7 separate regions of the Mus musculus genome follow, and regions 1, 2, 3, 4, 5 and 6 are each linked to region 7. A link is a contact called in public ChIA-PET and HiChIP or PLAC-seq data. All regions are on one chromosome and are shown on one strand. The core of a region is the stretch at or near the end of the contact, and the rest is flanking DNA. Distances in the headings are between cores, read along the strand shown. Region 1 holds the start of Tnfsf14 (tumor necrosis factor (ligand) superfamily, member 14). Region 2 holds the start of Khsrp (KH-type splicing regulatory protein). Region 3 holds the start of Tnfsf9 (tumor necrosis factor (ligand) superfamily, member 9). Region 4 holds the start of Gtf2f1 (general transcription factor IIF, polypeptide 1). Region 5 holds the start of Dennd1c (DENN/MADD domain containing 1C). Region 6 holds the start of Mllt1 (myeloid/lymphoid or mixed-lineage leukemia; translocated to, 1). Region 7 holds the start of Fem1a (fem 1 homolog a).

Region 1 (3,307 bases), core at 530-3,029, 940 kb before region 7:
TAACCCACACCTGATTCCAATTTGTGTCTTGGCTAGGATTTCTATTGCTGTCATAAAACAGCATGATCAAAAGCAACCTCAGCTTACACTTTCAGGTCACACCCCATCCACTGAGGGAGGTCAGGACAGGAACCTGGAGACAGGAGCTGATGCAGAGACTATGGAAGAACACTGCTTACTGGCTTGTGTCCTATGACTTGTTCAGCCTGCTTTCTTATAGAACTCAGGAATGCCAGTGCAGGGAAGGCCCAGTCTACAGTGAGCACGGCCTCCCACAAGCCAATCTGTTGGGGGTGTTTTCTCCATTGAAGTTTCCTCTTCCAAAATGAATGTAGCTTGTGTCAAATTGACACTGGCCAGCACAGACCATGAGAGACTAGAGAACGCTTCCAGGCAGATCCTCTATGGAGTATCAGATACTCCGGGCTGCTGAGTAATTTGCACAGTTCCAGGAATGGACCTGAGTTGGGCAACAGCAAAGAGATGAAGAAACGACAAACACAGACATCCAGGAATCCTGGGGTCATGTGATCTGGGCCTTCTGCACACGAGTTCTCTTAGCACGTTATTATATAGAGTCGAGTGGAGAAGTGGGGTTATTGCCTACCACTGAAAAAGGCAACTTATTACATACAGTTAAGCAAGGAGGCAGGGTTTATATGCACAATGGGATGGGGAAGGCAGGTTGAGTTAGTCTCCATAAGAACTGTCCCTGGAAGGGAGCTATGTTCATGCGTCAGCACTCAAGGGGGAGGATGGTGAACACATTCTACACACACTGGCGACATGCACATCCATGCGTGGACCAGAAGAGAAGGCTATGTTTCCCTCTGGGTCTGAGGCTCTGGAGTTGTTGACAAGCTCATGTCAACAGCACACATCCCTTCAGCACCTCACAGACCTGGGCTTCCTCTGAAGGGCTCTGTTGCTGAGGCAGGTGGATGGGTGGGTCCTGCAGGGGGACAGGAGTCTCAGCAGTACTTCCCCTGGAACCCTGGTTAGAGAAGCCATGAATCAGCAGCGTGGCAGAGCACTGGGGTTCTGTGGTCACAGCATTGCCAGCCCTGTGTCAAGACAAACACTACAGCATGGGGGCCATTGACATTGAGAAGGGGCGCTGGTGAGTCTTCTAACTGAACCCCCAAGTCCTCAGTATCTGGGAGGGTGTCTGATGGGGGTAAGGTCCAAGCTGAAGATTTGGGGACAAGGTGGTATCTGAAAATCTACCCCAGCACCGTCTCCAGTGGACACACATATGAACACATCTGAGGTTCATGTGTGCATGTGCTAATAGATGATAGACACTGTAGTGTGTGTGTGTGTGTGTGTCCATATATGGACCTGCACACACATCAGGAAATGCCTGTGTGCTTGTTCCAGCACTTGCAGACACATATCAGAACATCTACACCTGTGTGCACACATCCACGAACCGTGCATCTGTACAAGCACCTGCACCCATATGCACAGACTAAAGCAAACACAGAGGCCTCTGCTTGTCAGCGCGTGCAAATGCAGGTGCGGTGCAAGATGCTTGCATGGAACCCACAGAAGCTCCTCTGAGGGAAACAAAAGCCACCAAGTACATCGGAGCAGGGGCTGCCCCATCCATCCCACCTGAGTCACATTTTCTGGAAAGTGTGAGCTATGGTGGCCTCAGTGAGAGTGATCGACCGGGGGCTGGGCCTTCTGGGGGCACAGGAAGAAGAGGAGGTACGTGAGGAAAGGGGAGGCACCAGACTTCAGCTTTAAAGTGAGTCCTAGGGGTGACAGGAACCTTTTGCAGTTTGCACAGCCCGAGCGTGTTGGGCAATTGTGGTTTCCTCCGGAGAGGAGGAACTCAGGCTTGCCAACCCTTTCCCTGGGCTTCGGAGCCTCAGCTGCTCTGGCATGGAGAGTGTGGTACAGCCTTCAGTGTTTGTGGTGGATGGACAGACGGACATCCCATTCAGGCGGCTGGAACAGAACCACCGGAGACGGCGCTGTGGCACTGTCCAGGTCAGCCTGGCCCTGGTGCTGCTGCTAGGTGCTGGGCTGGCCACTCAGGGCTGGTTTCTCCTGAGACTGCATCAACGTCTTGGAGACATAGTAGCTCATCTGCCAGTAAGTGGGGCTTGGGGAACCAGCGAGTCTTCTCCAGTACCTGTCCCTTTATGGTTGTGTATTGTGTGCTAGAACCCAGGGCTTCGGTTAGCCTGTCTCTCTGACCCTCAGTCTTCTCATCTTTACATGAGGATCTGATACACGTGCAGTGCCCGGCAGTTTCCTTGGGATTCACCTACTCGGTTGTTGTTTCCAGCCCAAACCTTTGTCCACCACTGGCTTCATGGTCACCCTGCTTCACTCGCAGCTCTCTCATGTGCTTGCTCACTGTTCCTTTCAGACAAGCCATGGGTGTGTCACAGTATGCTCCCGAGTCTTTGCCTATATTTTCTTTTTAAGTTTTTTTTTTTAATTACATTTACTTATTTAGTGTGTAGACATGAAAAAGTATGCATGTGCCGCAGCATGTATGTGGAACACCTCTATGGAATCACTTCTCTGTGCCTTCCTTTGTGGAGGGTCCTAGGGACTGAACTCAGGTAGCCAGGCTTGGCAGCAAGCACTTTTACCGCCTGAGCCCTCTCACCGGCCCTCAACTATCCAAAAACCTCGAAAACAGTTCCGAAACAATTCTAGTCTCAAGCATTTCAGACACTCGACTTGACTAGTTAATTCCTCATCCCAGCACTTGGGCAGGGGAGGCAGAAGACTGAGGGAGTTCAAGGTCATCCTAGGCTATTTAGCAAGTCTGAGGCCAGACTGGGCTACATGAGAGCCTATCTTGGAAATACAACAGATCTAATTAGGTGTGTGCCCCTCCCCCTGCATCTGTGTGTATGTATGTGATATGTGCATGTGTGGCTCTGCATACATGTCCATGGGTGGTGTCTGTGGCCATGGCCAGACAGTCTCATCACCACATACCAGTGAGACTCGGAGCGGCATGTCCTTACCAAACATCCCTGTCTGCATTTCAGGATGGAGGCAAAGGCTCCTGGGAGAAGCTGATACAAGGTGAGTTTGGGCCCCAGTCCCTTTGAAGCAGGTGGAATGGTTTCCGCTCAGCACCTCCCCACACCAACTCTGGGTCATCACCCAGTGTCACATTGTAGGCCTCGCAGGTGCCCCTCCCCCAGGGCCAGAGAAGCAGAAATCTGGGTCCAAAAGGGACAGAGCCTGACACAGGTAGCCTCAATTGATGTGTGAGAAACTTCGGGTACACACACACTGAGACATGCGTGCACACACACACATACACACACAC
Region 2 (3,133 bases), core at 293-2,792, 770 kb before region 7:
TGGTGTATGAAGCCATGAAGAAAACCCTGGGTGTACAAGTCCTGAGCAGATGACCTGCCCTGAACAAGAAGAGAATGGAAGACCCAGTGTCCCTGAGTCTCAAAAAGCACTCCAAGGCTCAGGCTTTAAGGCCATTTTGGTTTGCAAAAACCACCCAGGACTCGGATTAGAAAAGCGCTGGGAGTCCTCCAATTGGGATTCTGAGTTGGGATTCCAGCCGGGTTTTTGCAGGCTTGTTCAAGAGAAGATGCAGACAATGAATAAAGATAGTTTTGGACGTCTGTGTCTGAGATTAGCTGGTTCTGGGTGGGAGCTGGGAGATGGGGTGTATCGTCTAGGGTGCTTGCCTAGCATTTATGAGATCCTAAGTTCAACCCCCACCCTGACGACTTGGGGATCAGGAGGACCTGAGATTTTGGGGTCCAGGCTAGGAGCTCTAGGGGTCTTGAACTCCGGTAAATGGACCTGGGACTTCTGGGCCCAGGGTGGCAACTGGAAGTTTGGACTCCTGTGGGAACTTGGGGTTCCTTCTTAGTCCAGGGTTGGGAGCAGGAGACTTGGACCCCTGTGGGGGGCCTGGGTCGAGGTTGGGAATAGGCTTGAAGTTTGAGGAGTTGGTGTCATGAGTCTTGGAAGTGAAGGTCCTTTGAGGGAAAATCTTCACCCAATTTCGGGCCACCACTCCCCCCACCCCCCAAGGCTTCGGGCAGGCCACGGGCAAGGCCTCCCCAAGCCAGGCTACTGGGGCGCTGACTTAAGGTCCTGCCCATAGTTCCGGCTGCTGAGCACTACCTCCCACGTCCTCTGCCACTCACTTCTGCTCCCACTAATCCGCTCCTGCCGCCTGGTAGCGGGTTCCACCCCAATGCAGATGCGCTTTCACTGGCTCTCAGCAAGCGGGCACTATTACTTCTGTTACTGCTATTTGTCCACAGAGGGGTCAATCATTGAACGCTTGCCCTTGTCGCTCAGCCATTGGCTCAGAAGTCAGAGGACAAGGATTCTGAGAAAAGTCACGTCCAAATCCAAGCGCATCCTCCAAAATGCTTCGGGGACTGGATCAAATGACTGCCAATCTTAGCAAGCACCGCCTCCTAAGTGTATTCATTAGCTGGTGTTGACGACTATCTTGCCGAGCGCCCGCCCAGCTCATCCCAGAGAATTTTCATAGGCTCCGCCCTCAAGGCCACGTGACTGATCAGAGCCGTCACTCTCATCCTAGAGCCGCCCCGAGAAGGTGGAACTCGCGCTTCATTGGGCCTCCTGACTTCTCGCGTGACTTCCAATTGCCCGCCCAGCGCCAGCAGCCCTGGGCTTATTGAGTCCTATCTTCGTCAGTCACACCGCGCCTCCCGCCCCCTGCATCTTCCGAAGCTCTGACTGGTCGCCCGGATTTACGGCCCACGATTGGCGGGCGTAGAGTGGTAGCCGTATACTACTGGCTGTTCCTCGGCGTCCGTCAAGCCGGTGGCGGGAGGAGGTGCCCCTCTTCCCCCTCCGCGACCCCCCCTCCCCGTCGCCTTCCCAGCCGCTGGCTTCCCATCGTGCTCCGCGGCCGTGTGGAGCGAGGCCTTGTTCCCGCGTTGAGCCGCCGCCGCCTCCGCCTCCTCAGCTTGAAGCCTCCGCACCAAGCCCGTCCCCGCCGCGCCATGTCGGACTACAACACCGGAGGTCCCCCGCCCGGCCCGCCGCCTCCCGCTGGCGGCGGAGGGGGAGCCGCGGGTGCGGGAGGAGGCCCTCCGCCGGGCCCGCCGGGCGCGGGAGACCGGGGCGGCGGAGGCCCTGGCGGCGGCGGCCCGGGTGGAGGAGGCGCGTCCGGGGGCCCCTCACAGCCTCCCGGTGGCGGCGGCCCTGGGATCCGCAAGGACGCCTTCGCCGACGCCGTGCAGCGGGCCCGCCAGGTGAGGGGGCCGCGAGGGCGCGTGCGCGCGCGCGGGGGAGGGGGCAGCGGCGCGCGCGGGGTCGCGGGAGGGTCACGTGGGCGGCGGGCTCGGGGCGGGGAGTCTGGGGCCGTCACGGTGTGAGGGTGACCCTCTGCGTGCGTGTAGTTAAGGGTGCGTTGAAGGGGGGATCTCCGAAAACTAGACTTTGCACTGGACGGTTTCTCTTGGGTACCAGGGCTTGCAGCCTTTGGGGTCCCTGAGACCCACCCCTGTACTTGCACCAGGTCTTCTCTATTAGGAGGGTTGCAGCTTTGGAGTTCCCACGATTTTTTTCCTGGGTGTACTAGAGGATTCCTCTAGGACCCATAAAGGTTGCAGTCTGGGACAGTGTCCCCAAGAGCCACCCCCCGAGCTTGCACCCGTTATTTCCATTCAAGATATAGGGTTTGCATTCTGAGGACCACTCTAAAGTCCAAGACTGTTTGTGATTTGGAGAGGTCTCCTAGTTTTCCAAAGGCCTGAGCTTGAATGTTATGAGGATGTCCCCAAGAATCACTCCTGGGTTTTCACTTAGGCACCCCCTTAGGACCCATGGGGTTCTAGAAACTGAGGCAGATCTGTAAGAGCAATTCCTGAGTTCATGAAGGATGGGGTCAGAGATGCTGTGAGACCCCTCTTTGAACCCTTGGAGTCTTAGGGTCCCCAAGGGCTTCTCAGGGTTTGTAAAGTTGCATCGCAGGATGGTAGGAGACCGCTATTCAGAGACCTGAGGGTTCAGAATATATTAGTTCCCAAGACGGAGTCCTAGGTTTGCACAGGGACTGAGCTTGGCCGTATACTTAGAAAGTGGGGGGGACCCATCTTAGCACACATTTGCACCCGCCCAGAAATTCAACTCCCTTTTAGAGGATCTTGCTTTACACACCATTACTCCTATTTTCAAGTCAAAACAGGTCCCCTGGCCCATTTCTGTACCTTCCCTAGGAAGGGATTTGGTAAGGGGTTGGGAGAGTTCTTTCTGATGAAGAGAGGACCGACCCTTTGTTAGAGAGCCTGGGCTTTGGGATGAGGTGGGGAAGGTGGACACGGGATCCTGCTTTTTACTGTTTGAATTCAAAAGTATTGTCTGTCTTTGGGAACATGCCTTGTTTTGATGACCGCATTTAAGAGTGTTATGTGCTGGTGTGACCTGGCTCAGCCTTGCTCACAACCCCACTCGGGTACATTCTGAGAGTTGGACAGGCCAGGCT
Region 3 (3,131 bases), core at 517-3,016, 850 kb before region 7:
TACCACCAACTCCTTTTTGTCTTCTTCGTACCTCAGACCTTGAGATAGGTATGAGCTCCCAGCTCCATCTTGGCTGTGCCAGTTCAGAGTTGTATTGCACAACGATGCTTCTAGAAAAAGAACACTGAGTTGCTGAGGGTTGCGGGGTGTGGGGGAGGGGGGAAACCATGGGAATGGGGAGGAAAGAGAGGAGACAAAACAGAAGAAAAGGAGGGAGGGGCCACCCAGAAGGGATACAATTTAAGAAAGTGGTTGTGGAATAAGAACGAGGCAAAGGGGCGAGGGTCTAGAGTGTTAAGAGCGGAGATGCACATGGACTCCTGGAAGGAGCTGAGTAAAGGGGCCACAAGAGGGGAAGGGGGAGAGGAGAAAAGAAGAGAGAGAAATCAGAGGAGTAAGAGAGGGATGAACAAAACTGGGAGAGAGGTGGGATATGGAGAGTGCAGGAAGAGAGTCATCTCTGAGGGCAAATAATTTGACAACTAAGACTTGACAGGGAGAGACTAGGGCTCGGGCTCAATAGGGTGCCTGAAGCCCAAAGGCATTCATTTATCCCAGCCCATTGGAGGTGTTGGCAGCAGGGCGGCCAGCCTCAGCTACATAATGAATTTGGAGGAAGCCTGGGCTACATGGGAGGGATAGAGGAAGGAAAAGAGAAAAGGAGATCTCCCAGAGTCAGCTGGGGGTGAGAATTCTCAATTCTCTGAAAACCTGGATGGGGTCCCAAGGATGACAGTTGGAGCTGTGACAGCAAGTGAGAAAGGCTGAGTAAGTGAGGGAGAGGGACATGACTAGAAGGTTGAACAGGTCCCCTTGTTCAACCTCCCTGCGGGACCCGCTGGAAATAAATCAGGGGGCACTCACGGTTTTTAGCCAGTAGCTTGGCGAACACAGGAGAGCCCTGGGAAGAAAGAAAAATAAAGGTAGATGGTACCTTACATCCTAAAGAAGCAGATAGGAACTCATACGGCCCAGCACACATTGGGGCGTCCAACTTTGGATGGAGAAGGAGAGCCCTGAAGGCCTAAGTGGGACTGAAGGGAACTGCGGTGCACCCTCGGGAGTTCTCCCCCAGGTTTCATAGGTTCATTCAAGGGGTCAAGACGCAAAGGGATTTCCTCTGAGTGCGAGATGGAGAGGGGGTGCTTCAAGCGGAGTAGCAGGAGCAGAGCGAGGCGGGGCGGGGCGGGGCGGGGCGGGGGTGGGGAGGAAGTGCTGTTCTCTCCCTGTCGGTGCAGCGATGCTTCCAGAAGGTAAGAAAGAGTCCCCTAGGGATGAGATGAGCCTCACCTGTTGTGTAGTGTTGGGGCAGCCAATGTGGGAAACAGGGGTGACCTGGTCTGCATTATTCTCTCGGGTACCCAGGTTGGGCGAGGTGGTGATTGTGAGCGCTGGCCGAGGCTCGGTGCGGGTGAAGATAGGAACACAGGCGGCGATCAGAAGCAGCAAAACCAAAGCGACTAGGCCATAGAGCTTTGGGTGGCGGGAACAGAAGTTCAGTGCAGGCGGCCACGCGGCCTCGCGATCCCGAACATTAACCGCAGGGTAGGCAGCATCCGTGGGGAGCGCGGCATTTGTGGGGCGCACAGTATCTGAGAGGAGCGCAGCGTCCGCGAGGAGCCCGGTATCTCTGAGGAGCGCCGCATCCGAGGGGCACGAAGTACCTGCTGGATGTCTGGCATCCGCGGTATCCTCCACATCAAGTGTGTGCTGGTCCATTACCACGGTCGGTCAGTGCACGTCTCCCGCCAGTGCCCGTGCTTTATAGGCTACCGAGGCGCCTTTTCCGGGGAGGGAAGGGAGGGAGGGCAGCCGCGGGGTTCCCGGGCTCCGCGCTCCGCCCCTCGACTCCCGGAACTTTCTCTCCTCCTCCCCCCTTCCCCTCCCCCTTCTCGCCCCTTTCCCCTTCCCTGTCCAGGCCCTGTGCCCGCCCGTCCTTCTTCCCTTTTTGTGTGTGTGTGTGTGTGTGTGTGTGTGTGTGTGTGTGTGTGTGTGTTTGATTTGGTTTAACACTGACACATTAAAGAGCTTTTTATATGATGGGAACCATGTGATATCGGAATCCATTCCCTCCCTGGCCTCTCCTGAATCCACAGCTCTGTCTCCCTTCTTTTTCTGTGTTCCCCACTGGTAGGTTATTTCTCCGCTGCTGATTTTCATTCCTGTTTTTCTGTCTCTCAAACTTCTGTCTCTCTCCTGATCTCTCCTGCTCCCTTTTTCTTCCAACCCCTAGCTCCCCATCCCTGGGACGCCCTAAATGCAGGGGGTTTTGTTGTTGTTTTGTTTTGTTTTGTTTTGTTTTTTGTTGTTGTTGTTTTGTCGAGGACTCTAGGGACATCCAAAACTGCCCACCCATCCCCAGCGGAATCAAAGAGACCTGCTAGGCACCCACTCACTCAGCCTCTTCCTCCCCAGGACCCCATCTCTACCCTGGGCCTTTCCTGGTGTGTCCCCACCCACTTTCTTGGGGCTTCCTGTTAGTAGTCTCTTAGGACTCCAGAAACAGAAGGCTGGAGAGTCCAGATAGAGAAATTCCCCCAGGCAGCGGACACATTTCCAATTTCCCATTCTTTCACTGTTCTTGCCTGAGGTAGAGGCAAAAGGGGGGGGCGCAGAGAAGACCCCCCAAAAGAGGAACTGAGAGATGACTGGCTCTGGGCAAACCTTGGAGACAGACTCCTCAATGTTCTGATCTGGTTAGATCTGCTGAGATGGCTCAGCCAGTAATAGTATAATCACAAGCCTGGTGGCCTGAGTTCAGTCCTCAGGACCTACATGGTGGGAAGAAAGAACTGACACCCAGAAATTTGTCCTGAAAGTGCCCTTTGACCACGACATGCATACCATCAGTAAACATAATTAAAAAAAAAAAAAGTACTGATATAACCAGACCATTTATCTCAGCAGGAAACAACAAGCTATAAAATGGGGAGTTGTTTGTTTCTACATAGGGTCTGGTCTTCGCCTTGCAGCCCTCCAACTCACTAGACAGCCTAGGATGACTCTGAACTTCTGACCCTCCCCAGTATATTGGGATACAGACACAGACAGGCATACACCCTCAAATCCAGCTTCTTCTGTGTTGGGGAAGGAGCGCAAAGCCTCGAGCTTACTGGGCCAAGATTCTTACA
Region 4 (3,047 bases), core at 67-2,566, 750 kb before region 7:
CAGGATATCTATGGTGTTCAGGGAAGAAAGATGGTACTAGTGCAAGTCTATAAGAAATCCTGGACTCACGTTGAAGCATCCCCCTGTGGGGATTTTCCTGAGCCATTTGCACAGACCTCCATGAAGTGCCTTAGTGACTCCATCACCCCATTTTACAGATAAAGAAGAGGGCCCTCAAACTCACCCAGTAGCACCCTGCTCCGCCCACCATGCGGTCCTTTCTATGCTGCCTGCTTGTGCCTCTAGTCACACAACCTCTGAGTTGGGATAAGACCTCTCTGCCCTTTCCTCTCCTCCGCAGTCAGCCCTCGTTCTTTGTCCCTTTCAGTTCACTTTGGTCTTCCTAGCCAGCCTCTGTAACTTAAGGCGCACTCCCTGAAGGCGGAGAAATGAATGCCTCCCCTACTAGACACATCTGTGGAGTCAGTTGTTTATGCAAAGACAGTCATGGAATCAGCCTATCTCATTCCTCTCAAGTTCAATGCCTGTGCCTCCCTTGCCCCTCTGCTTAACCAACTCCTTTGCATCCCGTAGGCTCCCTTTCTCTGATTTGTCCCCAGAGAATAGTACTTTCCATTTCCGACACTGGCTCCTCTACTCAAGTTATATGCCAAAGGCATCAACCAACAGTGAGGTGGGAGCATGCGCAGATGCGTTCCTTCCGTGCAGGGGTTGGTGTACACCCCCAGGTAGTGGGGATACTTGCCCATCTCCCCCTTTCGTTGGCCCATGTAAACCAACCACCCCACGTCGTTACCCTTCTCCTGGGGCCTCAAAGCTCTGCCCAGCTGGGGCAGCGTGGACTCGCACAGACCCATCCCGCCCGCAATGCCGGGGTACGCTGGGGCCCTGTCTCCACCCTGCACCGAGTCCCCGGCTCCGCTCTACGTCACAAGGGACTCATTTTGCAAGATCCTCGGGATCCCCATATCCCAGGACACAGAAAACTGAACCTCAGACCCGCCCCAGAAGAGCCGAAGAAGCCACCCCACAGAGTGGGCCTCGGTTGCCATGGCAACTCGGCCTCCGTTCCCGCTTCTTGGACACATTTACGCTTGCGCAAGAGGATCGAGTTCGCGTCTACCAGGAGACTCCATTTCCACCCTACCCAGGATGCTCCGCGGTGCCTGCGTCGTGACGTCACGACGGGCGTGTCTACACGTGACTTTTCCGTGGTATATAAACAGAGAACGCCGCCAAAAGGTGGCTTTCTCTCCGAAGCTGGTGATCTAGAGTAGTTACAGCGGCTGCGCTCTTCTCGGTGTGGCAGCTCAACTTCCGGGTCAGGCTCTAACGCATGCGCAGAGAGTTAGGTCTCTTTTTCTCGTCTTCCAGCATTCTCCGAGACTTAAGGATTTGGAAATCCAAAGCACAGCATCACACTAACGTGACAACCAGGAAAGGTGCCTTCCCTTTCCTGGAGCCGAGGGACACAACGAAGTTCATCCCGTCAGGCCGACCGGGAGCAGCTTGAGCAACGGCCATGGCGGCTCTAGTGAGTATGAATGAGGTGGGGACAGAGGTGTCGCAGAACAGACCCCGCGCCCTCTCCTCGCCTTACAGACCCCTGCTCTCTTGCAGGGCTCCAGCAGCCAGAATGTCACCGAGTACGTCGTCCGAGTCCCCAAGTAAGTCCCCGTCCACCCACACTCCAGAACCTCGGCCCTGTGTTCCCCTGCCACCCCGTCCAAGACACAGTAACAGTTACCCCTTGGTAGTTAATGTCAGGGGTCGGTGACTTTGCCCTGAGTCAGACGGGTCAGGTCAGACATGGTGACTGCCTTTAATCTCAGCACTTGGGAAGCAGATGTAAGAGAATTTCTGTGAGTTCGCAGCCAGCCAGGTCTGTATAGTGAGTTCCAGGACAGCCAGGGCTACATAGTCGGGTCCTGTCCCAAAATAAAAGAAAACCCCAAACTGGTCACAGGTGGTATACATCCTGTTTTTTTGTGCCAAGTGCCATGTCCCTCAACTTCTAACTTTATTTTAGGTGGGTACATGCTAGGCAAGTACTCCACCACCGAGCCACACCCAGCCCCCTCTTAAGTTTTGTTTATTTTGAAGACAAGAGTCTTACTGTGTAGTTCAGATGGTTTGATCAGGCTGGCTTTGAACCCACTCAGATCCATTAAGACCCTTGCCTGCCTGCCCTTCTTTCTACATAGGGGTCCTCCGCACTTTTGGTTCCTTTTTTCTTTTTTTCTCTTTTGGTTTTTCGAGACAGGGTTTCTCTGTGTAGCCCTGGCTGTCCTGGAACTCACCTTGTAGACCAGGCTGGCCTCGAACTCAGAAATCCACCTGCCTCTGCCTCCCAAGTGCTGGGATTAAAGGCATGTGCCAACTCTGCCTGGTGGTCCCTTTGTTTCTTGAAGATTTAATTTATTATCTATGTGTATGAATGTTCTCTCTTGTCTCTCCTCTCTCACTCTCGCTCTTGCTCTCGCTCTCACTCTTTCTGTATGTGATGCTGTAAGAGAGCCTAGTGTCTGTGGATCTTTATCTGATGGGGTTGGGTTGGATGAGATGGATCTTGATTCTTTAAAACAAAACAAAACAAAACCCCTGAAAAACTAGAGCGTGGTTCTCAACTTGCAGGTTGCCTAAGACCATCGGAAAACACAGATATTTACATGACCATTTATAGCTTACAGTTGTGAACTAAACAAAAATAATTTTATGATTGGGTCACCGCAGCATGAGGAGATGTATTAGAGGGTCAGAGCTTTAGAACCATTGCTCTGGAGTCTTTTATGAGTTCCCAGAATTACCTACAACCAAGGGTGTAAAGCATAGATTTGTTGAATGAATAATCAATAGATTGAATAGTTTCTTGCCCATTCCAGGAACACAGCCAAAAGATACAACATAATGGCTTTTAATGCAGCCGATAAAGTCAACTTTGCTACCTGGAACCAGGTAAGTGGGTGATTCTGGGTGGCTGGGGCAGGGACCTAACCCTGGGCTGGTGACTATGTATAGTAATAACTTTACTGAAACGATGGTGCCCACACCTGTGGCTCCAGCAGATTTGTGATTCCAGCCATTTG
Region 5 (3,305 bases), core at 486-2,985, 820 kb before region 7:
CCGTATGTTCCTGCCCTTGTGCCTTAGTTCAGTTCCTACCAGAGAAGTGCTGAAGGACGAGGAAAAAGAGAGGCCTGTTGCCTGGGGTGAGAGAGCCCCTCCCTAAAATCCACCCCACCCTGCTCTCCCCTGCTGACCCTCCATCAATAAATGAGTCATTGCTTTGGTGTGGTTTCTGTTTGATTTAGTTTCTTCTCTGAGTGCAGCTAGGGAGTGGAGGGGCCCACCAGCCACTGAAGATCAGCTCCTGGAGTGGTGGGGTACAGGGATTGCAGAGCCAAACAGACCAGGCTAGACCAGAGCAACTCTGTAGTGTAAGATAAGCCACTTGCACACCAGGAACATGCATACTGGGGCCACAGTCTGTACTTTGGAAAGATGGACCTGAAGGTCACTGGATCTCCCCCATCCCGTCCCCCCCCCCTTTCCAGTGTGGCCACACTGAATCACTGAATGCATCTTCTGCATTTTGTTTGGTTTGGGTTTTGGTGTTTTTGAGACAGGATCTCCCTATGTAGAGAGTTCCAGGTTGTCCTGGGACTCACCGTGTAGCCCAAGCTGGCCCTAAACTCACAGAGCTCTGCCTGCCTCTGCCTCCTGAGAGCTAGGATTAAAGGTGTAGCTGATTGGCTTCTCAAGGATGGGTAGCCACGCTTAAGACTTCTTTTTTTTTTTTAATTTTTTTCAGTATAATATTGATTTTATTTCTAATTGTGTGAATGGGTATCTAGAAGCCAGAGGCTTCAGATCCACTGGAGCTGAAGTTGTGAACCACCCATGTGGTGTTTCACTTACATCCTGTGTGTCTTAATTAGGGTCTCCATTGCTGAGAAGAAACACCATGGCCAAGGCAACTCTTATAAAGGACAACATTTAATTAGGGCTGGCTTACAGGATCAGAGGTTCAGTCCATTATCATCAAGGTGGGAGCATGGCAGCATCCAGGCAGACATGGTTCAGGAGAAGGAGCCAAGAGTTCTACATCTTGATCCGAAGACAGTCAGGAGAAGACTGTCTTTTTTCAGGCAGCTAGGAGAAAGGTCTCAAAGCCCACACCCTCAGTGACACAGCTCCAGGAGTTCAACAAGGCCACACCTACTCCAATAAGACCACACCTCCTAATAGTGCCATTCTCTGGGCCAAGCATATTCAAGCCACCACACTGTACAATAGCAGTACATGCACTTAACTATGGAACTATGTCTCCAATCCCTGAAGCTAACTTCTTGGGGTACAGATGGAACCCTAAATTTGGTAATACCCGGGCCTGTCTGCCTGTCTTCAGTCAATTCTGTGACCTCTCTCAGTGTGCGTGTGGGGGAGTGTCTGTGTGTGCCCATGTGCTCACCTTACCTGGGTTCTGAGCCTCTCCTGCATTTCCATCAGGATTCCTGTGTGACTCCAGCGATCAACCTCTGTCAGCCTCTTTTGCTCTTCAGTGCAGCTGCCCCTTGTAAATGAAACCAAGAAGCAACACAGGGAAATGATGGGGGTGATCTTCACAGGCTTTCAATACCCAGGGGACTCAGAAAGAAAGGGCCTGGGTGTGGCCATGGGGACCATAAGGGTGAAGCTAGACTTCCCAACCTGGCCCTGTTTCCCATAGACCCTGTCCCCACCTAGGCTGTGAAGCCAGGACGCCTGAGTTCCTCACAGAGGGTGGGGGCGGGGGCCTCCTTTGGCTGGGACGTCACCCTGTTAAACTTCCTCTCTCAGCCACACAGGAAACTGAGCAGATCAGGGGCCCAGCCCCAAGCAAACACAGGCTCCCCCAGCCCCAGAAGCACTAGGGGAAAGGGCCCAGCTGGGCCAGCCCTGCAGAGACCATGGGATCCACAGAGACGTAAGAGCTGTCTTCCCTCCATCCTGTGCAGCGAGATTGCCAGACCTGAGCCGGGGTGGGGTTGGGGGAGGGCAAAAAACAAAAAAACTGGGGCTACAGCAGGGGAGGGCCCAGGAAGCACAGCTACCCACTGACCAGAGGGGCTTCTAGGGACCTGATCAGGCCATTCTCTTCAATTTTCCTGGCTCTAGATCTGTGTAATGAAACCAGGGACTTTAGGAGTATGACGCTCCAGTAAGGGTGGGGTTTTTAGGAAGGTGATTTCCAGGAGGGGATAGTCAGTGGTAAGGTGTGAAGGGTATGGTGGGAAACTGTCTGTCAACCTTAGTGGGGGACTCATGGGTGTCTGTGTCCGTACAACAATGAGATGCTTCAGGTGCTCATGTCAGGGTGGTGTGTGTAACCAGATGGGATATGGTATCAGCAAGACAGACACTTCCCTTGGTTTCTGAAAGCTAAGGCCTCAGCATCTTCTGCTAGATGCAGTAGACAGCAGGGAAGAGCAGGCTGTGGGGCTTGCAGTTCAGTGCCAAGACACCTTGCTCTTCTTTCTCTGCTGAGTGTGGGCCGCACAAAAATCTCCCAGAGACACAAGGACAAGCCATAAATATGCTCAAAGGCACAGGGAAAGAAGAGATAGGACTCACATGATACACACCTGAGACTCTGCCGTTCTACCCCACAGATTCAAGAGACAGGCACCAGAAAGAATCATAAGTATGTTCTTTTTATCCAAGTGCTTGTTACAGGCAGACACACTGTCACAGGCATGCCTTTATCTCTGACTCCTCTTGCTACCTTTTCTCTGTCTCTGTCTCTGTCTCTGTTTCTCTCTCTTCCTCCCTCCCTAACTCTCTGTCTCTCTGTTTCTGTGTCTCTCTGTGTCTGTGTCTCTCTGTGTCTCTCTGTGTCTCTGTGTCTCTCTGTGTCTCTGTGTCTCTCTGTGTCTCTGTCTCTGTCTCTCTCTGTCTCTCTCTGTCTCTCTCTGTCTCTCTCTGTCTCTCTCTCTCTCTCTCTCTCTCTCTTGGTCTGTCTGTCTCCCCCTGCCTTCTCTCTCCTCTCTGTCTCTAGCCCTCTCTTTAGAAACAGGGTCTCAGTATGTAGTTCTGACTAGCCTGGAACTCCTATGTAGATCAAGCAAGCCTTGAACTCACAGAGATCTACCTGCCTTTGCCTGGGGGTTAAGGGTACAGCCACCATGGCTTTCTCTCTTTTTCCTTCTCTTCTCTGACCCCGTACTTCAGCAGCATTCACACCTGGCTCCACCCCTCAGGGGGCCCACACCAACACACCTAGTTACACACGAGACAGGGAACAGGAAAACAGAAGCACACAGATACAGACTCAGAACACACACAAGCTAAAGCCCCCTCACGGTCCACAGAAGGCATCCCCCTGCCATGTTTGACTGGTTCTTTGAAGCTGGCTGCCCCAACTCCCTGGAAGAGGGTAAGTTAGGAGA
Region 6 (3,331 bases), core at 807-3,306, 680 kb before region 7:
CCAGATTCAGCCCTTACCATCTCACTTCCTGTCTTTGAATCTGACTGCTCTGGGGACCTCCCGGGAGTGGGATCCTGCAGTGTGTATCCTGTGTTTCATGTCACTGAGCAGATGCCAGAACGTCCTTCGTTTGTCTGCGGATAGTCTAGTATATTCTTTTACACTACACTTTTAAATACATCAACACTTGGGCCATTTCCCCATTCAATCTTGAAGTTGTTTTTGTCTTTGTTTTTTAATTTTTGTTTAGGGTGTGGGAGTGCCAGTCATAGCACATAAAGAGTCCATTCTCTCCACTTTAATTTGGGTTCTGGAGGACAAGATCCAGGTCCTTGGCTTATCTCTACAAGACATTATGCAGAAACCGTTCCCTGCCAGCTCTCTTCAGAACCAGACCGTCGGGGGCCTCTCCTCAGTTACATCCGTTTACCTGATCTAGTCTTTCTGAACGATGAGTGAGCCTCAGTCATCGTTAGGGCTAGTTAAACCACTGGTGGCATAGCACCTTTACTCCATGAACAAGGGAGGGCTTTCTCACCACTATCTTGAGGTCACAGTCTTACTGCCTCCACCTCCAAGTGTAGGGGCTTGGTCTGGTACTGCTTGTATTTAGGTGCTAAATTCTGTATCCCAAGGTCTAGTTGCCCCCAAGGAGGAGATCCTCACATACCCCAAGTGATGCTACGTATGTAACCTAGCCTCCCAAGTCAATTAGTCAATAAAAGGCTAAAGCCTGTGACTGGGCAATAGATAGAGGTAGGCAGGTTTTCAGTTACCTGGCTGGAGGTTGCAGGTAGAGAAAGGAGACTAAGAAAGACAGGGAAACTGGAGGAGGCCGCCACGAGAGGAGATGGACCATAAGCATGTGGCCAGGAAAAACAGCACGTCACAAGGGACACATGGGCAGGGATGTAAGTTAGAATAGCTCCAAACTAGTTCCAAACTAGAATAGCTGCACAACCTAGACTTACGGTTTGTAAATAAAATACCTGGATTGTGTGTGTGTCTTTTATTCAGGTTAGCAAAAATTTGTATTGCCTTTTATATCCAAGTTCTAGGATGATAGACATGTATCTCTGCACTTGGCTTATAGAGTCTTGAGGCTAGAACCCAGGGCTTCATCGTTCTAGCAGAGTGCTCTACCAATTATGCCCCAGCCTTGGCCTTCAAGTAAAAAAGTGAAAACAGAGCTGTGGGTGTAGTTCAATGGCGGGAGCCCTGAGTTCAATCCCCAGTTGTCAGTATCCACAGTCTACGGTTGACTACTGACTACCGTTCCTTTCCCTGCGTTGAATGAATGAGACCGCTGATCATTTAGAATGGCTCCGTTTCAGATGTGCACTGTAACAACCACAGAAAGAAGAACCACCTCCGACAAGTTTTTTTGTTTGTTTTTGTTTTTTAAAAGCTTACATTTTAAATGGTGCGTGTCTGTGTGCGAGCGCTAGCACCTGTGTGCAGTGCTTGAGAAGGCCAGAAGAGGTCACTGAAGTCACAGGCTGGTTTTTTACAGATGCACAACCCTAGCCTTTGCAAGGAGAAGTGGGCTGAACCCGCTGGCTTTACAGGATCCAGACCGGTAAACTAACCACCGGCGCTGTCACGCAGGAGCACCGAACATCGCCAGCGCTCCCTCCCTCCGCAGGGCTCGAACTTAAACTCTTAGGGCCTTTTTAGGGACGTCCCCTCTAGAGCCGCTCCCGGGGCGCAGTGCGCAGGCACCGCGCCACGGCCTGGCCCAACCCCTCCACGTGCGGCGCACACCTCGCGCCGCTCAGCAGAGCTCGCCTCGCGCCTCCTTCACTCCCTCCGCCCGCCCCCCTGCGGCGCCGGCTTTCTATTGGCTGACGGCTTCGTCGTTCTGACTGTCGCCCGGCGGGCCCCCACCAGCCCGGAAGTCCCGCCCCACGCGCGGGTCTCTGGCCTTCTGACAGGCTCGGAGGCTTGTCCATCGGCGAGGCCGGGCCCGAGTCGGCGGCTGGGGGCCCGCGGTCGCTGAGCCGCCCGGGCTGGCGGCGGTTTCCGGTTCAGCGCGGCTGGCGGGCGGGCGGGCGGCCCGGAACGGCGGCGGCGGCGGTGCGGCCCCCGACAGACAATGAGAGCGGCGGGGCGTTGCTGAGCGGCGGCAGCGAGAGCGACGCGGGCCCGGGGGCGGGGCGGGCGCCAGTCATGGACAATCAGGTAAGAAGCCTCCGCCCGGGACTGGCCTCCCGCTGCCCTGCGCGGCGTTGTGGCCGGCCCTGCGCGCACACCGCCCCGTGGGCACCGAGTTTGCGCGCGCCCACCCGGATGGGCCCTTCTCCAGCCACTGCGACCCCGGGGCGTCCTTCCCCCATCGCCATCTCGGGATGCCCCTCCTCCACTGTGACCCACGTACCCCTCCCCCATCGCGACCCCAGGTCTGGTGCAGAACCCTTTGGGATCTAACTCAGCACCCCAGTGCCACCCACTCCACACTGGGGAATTCTCTGCCAGCGTAGTGTATCCACACCGCCGCGGCATCTTGAGGGACTCAGCCTGGCTCAGAGCCCCGTGAGACACCCCTTAGAATCCCGGAGTACCCCCTGGGCATCATACAGGAGCTCAGGGCTTCAACACCTTAGGAACTCCATCTCATTCCAGAGTCCCCGGAGGCGCCCCTTAGGAATCCAGTTTACACACAGACTCCTGAAGTGTTTATCAGGATCCCAGGGATTTAGCGCCCTGGGCATCATCACAGCCTGGAACCCTTTGGGATTCCCCTTAGAGCCTTGGTACTACCTTAGCACCCTGGGGATCTCCCGCCTGGTCCACAGCTCTCCAGGAAGACTTTTGGAATCCTATAGCCACTCACAGCACCATGGGGATCCCGTCCTGGCCCCACATCCCCTGGGAAATCATTTAGAATCCCAGTAGAGAATGGAACCCATTGGGATTACAAAGCCACCCAGTCTAGCCGGGAACTCACGTCCCTTATGAATCCAAATCTAGCCAGACTCCCTTCAGAACTCCAGTACACCCCACAGCTCCTGGCATCCTTGTATGGCCCAGAATCTTTGGAAACATGTCTCAGAACTTAAGTGGGTCTTCCAGCCCCTGTGGTCCCTAGCATGAATCAGACTCTGTGGAGAGTCTACACAGAGTCCCCACAGACAGGGCTAGTAACTTTAGGATGCCCCCCCTACATATCCTCTTAGATGCTACACCACCCCAAATAGGGCCTGAGCCTCAATCTTTTTTTGGAAGATTCCTTCTTCCTGGGCCCATGACCCCAAATCTCCCCAAACTCCAGGGAATACCCCCCCCCCAACCAGGTGCTAGCTTCAGGTCTGTTTTGAATGCTCTCTGCCCA
Region 7 (3,241 bases), core at 376-2,875:
CTTGAGGTGTTCCTGGCTGGGGGTGCACTCCACCTTCTCCAATAGGTACAGAAGGTGGAGGATGATGGCAATGGCTTTGGTGAACTGTGCGGAGTCACCCGGTTCCTTGGGCAACTGCAGAGCCCGCTCCACTTCCCGAACCCCTTTGCTGAGCACACCCATGAGGTCGGCAAAGCCAAGCTGCATGCCCAGGTTGCCCTTGGCCGAGCGGTCCTGCAGCACGTAGGAGAAGAGCTCTGCAAACGACAGGAAGCTGCTGGCGGTCATGGGGCTCAGGGGCTCCAAGTTGTTTTGTTGCATGTCCAAGGCATACTTCCACAGACGGATACAGCGCTCGAAATTCCCGGAGTCCGCATAGACAGCACCCCGGTACCGTATGTAGTATGAAGTGTCAGGATGTGAGGGGCCCAAGATTCTCTCCCGTATCAGCAGCGCCTGCATCCGCATTTCATCAGGATCTGTAATGAGGGCTTCCAACTCTTGGGGTGTAGTCACCTCCCTGGAATAGTCATAGGCCAGAACCAGTTGCTGGGGCTCCGGCTTAGGGAGGTAGCCTCCACCCTGGTGACGGAGTTCCATCGCCCTTCTCCAGTGCTTCAGGGCTCCAAGCAGATCCCTTTTCTTATCCACGTAGGTGGCACCCAGCAGCTCCAAAGCTTCCACAGCTGCTTCCCGGCTGGTAGGGCAGCAGCTCTCATACGGTTCTGCTTCTTCTGGGGTGGAGCAGTGGTTTCCTGCCACCTGGGAGGAGCCTTCCCCGGGAAGCTCTGTCCCTGAGAGCTGCTCGTGGCCCGGCTGTTCCTGGATGAGGTACTCCACGATGTTGGTGTGCCCGGTGACGCTGGCGGCCAGCAGCGGGGTCATGCCATAGCCGTCGCGCTCCATGCGCGCGTGGCAGCCCAGCAGCAGCTGTAGGATCTCCAGGCTGCCAGATTCTGCACAGTCGTGCAGGGCGGTGTTGCCCTTGGCGCTGCGCCGGTTCACCTGTGCGCCGCGCTCCAGCAGGTAGCGCGCGATCTCGCGGTGGCCCTTGTAGCAGGAGATCATAAGGCACGTGTGGCCGTGGCGATTGGCCACCTCCAGGTCCGCCTTGTGCTCGCCCACCAGGTAGCGTACCACGTCCAGGTGGCCGTCGAAGCAGGCGGCGCGCAGCGGCGTGGAGTTGGTGCGCGTGGTGCGGTTGACCGAGGCGCCTCGGCGCAGAAGGCTACGCACCACGGCCAGGTGACCCGCGGCCGACGCTGCCCAGAGCGGCGGCGCGCCCTCGATGGTCTCGCCATCGAAGTGCACGGAGCCGCTCGCCTCCACGCTGGCGCCGCAGTGGTCCACCAGATACTCCACCACGTCTAGGTGTCCACGGCGCGCTGCGATTAGCAGTGGCGTGCCACCGCCGGCCACCTCACCCAGCAGCTCCTCCAGCTCCTCACGCCCACGGCCGGCCAGCAGCTTCTGCAGCAGCGGCAGCTTGCCGTCGTGCGCCGCATTGTACACCGCTGTGTGCAGATCCATGCTGGAAGCCTCGCTGCTGGATCTAGCCGGGCCGCCGGTCGCCAGAGACAACCTTCACCTTCTCCCGGGCTGTCATCTTAGCGGGTCTCCGGGAGGAATAAAATGGCCGCCGCGAAGGGGCGAGGACAGAGTGTGCACAGGCATGCTGGGAAATGGAGTCCTATGAGCGATCGCCCGCCGAATGATACTGGAATCAGAAAAGCGAAAAAACTACATTTCCCGAAAGGGATAGGGGGGAACCGGTGACAGGACGGCAATTTCCGCCAAGCAAGGCCAATGGTTAGTGCGATCCTTGGGAAATGTGGTGACATACTTCCTGGTATTGACTCTAAGGCGGAGATTGCCGGCAGCATGTTCTCACTCAGTTCCCAAAAGGACGTCTCTCAAAAGGGTCTCAGTTTTCAATTCCTACCATGCAAGTCTATAAAGTTGTATGTGACCCTGAGTATTTGATGACATACTTCCGGTTACTGTCACTGACACAGACTCTAGACAGGGCAAGAAGTCCGAGCTTTAGCTCGAAGAATACTGGGCGAGGTACCATTGAAAGACTACAGTTCCCATCATGGAAATACACCATGTTTTGAGGGGCTCTGAGCAGCTTGGCCAGGTGATAATGTGCATTCTGTCATTCATGTCAGAATCCACAGGAAAACATGAAGTGGGGGAAAAAGGAATTCGCTTCCCACAGCGCCGTGGGGCACCCGCGAGACGAAATGTAAATAAAAAGCCTCCCTTCGTATCGGGCAAGGCTCGGCGGCCCTTGCGGACGACCCAGGGTAGCGTGGTGCTGTACTTCCGGTTTTCGAGGTCGCGCAGGCAGGAAATGAATGGGCCTCCGCCTCCTTTGCGGACTACATTTCCCAGCGGGCAACAAAGGCAACTCCCAGCCAATCCGGAGCGAGGTGGAAGGCGAAGGGCTTCTACGAAAGGCTTGCTGACCAGCAGGGGGCGCGCGCCGAGTGTAAGATCTTGAGCTGGCAGCGCACCCCAACTCGCCTTTAGCTATTTGCAGAAATGTTAGGCAGTCTCGATTTTCACGTTAGCTTTTCTTTTTCTTTCTTTCTTCTTTTTTTAAGGAGCCACATGCGGGGCTAGAGAGATGGCTCAGTGGTCAAGAGCACTGACTACTTATCCAAAGGACTCTGGTTCAATTCCCAGCACCCACATGGTAGCTCCCAACTGGTCTGTAATTCCAGTTCAAGGGATCTTACACTAATGCACATAAAATAAAATTAAATAAATAAAAAATTTAAAGGCCACATGCTTTCCCTCCATCCGCCAAGGCCAGCAGAGGGCGTCGGGATCTTTGCCGCTGGAGTTACTGGTGGTGTGCGCATCCCTATGGTTGAGAGTCACAGCTGAACCACTGCTCCAGTTCCTCAAGGTCTTTTTAAAGATCAGTTTGAGGTAGGATTTCATGTAGCTCCGGTTGATGTCAATTCCCGGGACCCTCGTGATGGAAGATGAAAACTGATTCCCAAGGGCTGTCCTCTGACATCCATACATGTTCTGTAGCACATGGACACACACAGAGAATAAGAAAAATAAATGTAGTTTAAATTTGTATTATTGTGTGTGCACACACACACCGCAGCACAGGCACAGAGATCTGAGGACAACCCTTGGGAGTCATCCTCTTCCACCGTGTGTGCGTCCTGGGGCTCAAACTCAGGTCATCAGATTTGGCAGCAAGCACCTTTGCTTGCCTAACCACCTCACTAGTTGTTTT

The links. ChIA-PET counts read pairs in DNA pulled down with a chosen protein or histone mark. HiChIP or PLAC-seq counts read pairs in DNA pulled down with a chosen protein or histone mark.
Region 1: an RNA polymerase II ChIA-PET map of memory CD8 T cells shows a contact between it and region 7, with 7 read pairs. The contact joins the promoter of Tnfsf14 here to the promoter of Fem1a in region 7. A contact is called at or near these places in 1 of 39 promoter capture datasets (liver) and 2 of 115 datasets of contacts at active chromatin or transcription factors (bone marrow-derived macrophages and memory CD8 T cells).
Region 2: a contact with region 7 is called in an RNA polymerase II ChIA-PET map of memory CD8 T cells, with 64 read pairs. The contact joins the promoter of Khsrp here to the promoter of Fem1a in region 7. A contact is called at or near these places in 1 of 39 promoter capture datasets (liver), 1 of 484 Hi-C or Micro-C datasets (uterus) and 3 of 115 datasets of contacts at active chromatin or transcription factors (bone marrow-derived macrophages, memory CD8 T cells and pancreatic cancer cells).
Region 3: a contact with region 7 is called in a FOXA1 HiChIP or PLAC-seq map of pancreatic cancer cells. The contact joins the promoter of Tnfsf9 here to the promoter of Fem1a in region 7. A contact is called at or near these places in 1 of 39 promoter capture datasets (liver) and 2 of 115 datasets of contacts at active chromatin or transcription factors (memory CD8 T cells and pancreatic cancer cells).
Region 4: a contact with region 7 is called in an RNA polymerase II ChIA-PET map of memory CD8 T cells, with 51 read pairs. The contact joins the promoter of Gtf2f1 here to the promoter of Fem1a in region 7. A contact is called at or near these places in 2 of 39 promoter capture datasets (erythroid cells and liver), 1 of 484 Hi-C or Micro-C datasets (CD8 T cells), 2 of 115 datasets of contacts at active chromatin or transcription factors (memory CD8 T cells and pancreatic cancer cells) and 1 of 9 other capture datasets (adipose tissue).
Region 5: an H3K27ac HiChIP or PLAC-seq map of microglia shows a contact between it and region 7, with 5 times the contacts expected there. The contact joins the promoter of Dennd1c here to the promoter of Fem1a in region 7. A contact is called at or near these places in 1 of 39 promoter capture datasets (embryonic stem cells) and 1 of 115 datasets of contacts at active chromatin or transcription factors (microglia).
Region 6: an RNA polymerase II ChIA-PET map of memory CD8 T cells shows a contact between it and region 7, with 18 read pairs. The contact joins the promoter of Mllt1 here to the promoter of Fem1a in region 7. A contact is called at or near these places in 1 of 39 promoter capture datasets (cranial neural crest), 1 of 115 datasets of contacts at active chromatin or transcription factors (memory CD8 T cells) and 1 of 9 other capture datasets (liver).

Annotation. Positions count from the first base shown.
Region 1 is chr17:57,192,653-57,195,959 of GRCm38.p6, reverse strand. It overlaps Tnfsf14 (tumor necrosis factor (ligand) superfamily, member 14), which reads left to right and starts at 1,779. Exons shown (of 4, transcript NM_019418.3): 1 at 1,779-2,103; 2 at 3,021-3,057. The coding sequence starts at 1,891.
Region 2 is chr17:57,029,916-57,033,048 of GRCm38.p6, reverse strand. It overlaps Khsrp (KH-type splicing regulatory protein), which reads left to right and starts at 1,542. Exons shown (of 18, transcript NM_010613.3): 1 at 1,542-1,901. The coding sequence starts at 1,650. Slc25a41 (solute carrier family 25, member 41) reads left to right here. Exons shown (of 7, transcript NM_175333.3): 7 at 1-277. The coding sequence ends at 53.
Region 3 is chr17:57,104,020-57,107,150 of GRCm38.p6, reverse strand. It overlaps Tnfsf9 (tumor necrosis factor (ligand) superfamily, member 9), which reads right to left and starts at 1,766. Exons shown (of 3, transcript NM_009404.3): 1 at 1,291-1,766; 2 at 865-901; 3 at 1-110. The coding sequence starts at 1,719. It overlaps Gm11110 (predicted gene 11110), which reads left to right and starts at 1,209. Exons shown (of 4, transcript NR_033508.1): 1 at 1,209-1,253.
Region 4 is chr17:57,009,557-57,012,603 of GRCm38.p6, reverse strand. It overlaps Gtf2f1 (general transcription factor IIF, polypeptide 1), which reads left to right and starts at 1,316. Exons shown (of 13, transcript NM_133801.2): 1 at 1,316-1,495; 2 at 1,582-1,628; 3 at 2,844-2,916. The coding sequence starts at 1,484. It also overlaps the pseudogene Gm17949.
Region 5 is chr17:57,076,928-57,080,232 of GRCm38.p6, reverse strand. Dennd1c (DENN/MADD domain containing 1C) reads left to right here and starts at 1,735. Exons shown (of 24, transcript NM_153551.2): 1 at 1,735-1,843; 2 at 3,228-3,292. The coding sequence starts at 1,827. It overlaps Tubb4a (tubulin, beta 4A class IVA), which reads left to right. Exons shown (of 4, transcript NM_009451.4): 4 at 1-172.
Region 6 is chr17:56,934,113-56,937,443 of GRCm38.p6, reverse strand. Mllt1 (myeloid/lymphoid or mixed-lineage leukemia; translocated to, 1) reads left to right here and starts at 2,056. Exons shown (of 12, transcript NM_022328.2): 1 at 2,056-2,181. The coding sequence starts at 2,170.
Region 7 is chr17:56,255,177-56,258,417 of GRCm38.p6, reverse strand. It overlaps Fem1a (fem 1 homolog a), which reads right to left and starts at 1,625. Exons shown (of 1, transcript NM_010192.4): 1 at 1-1,625. The coding sequence starts at 1,509.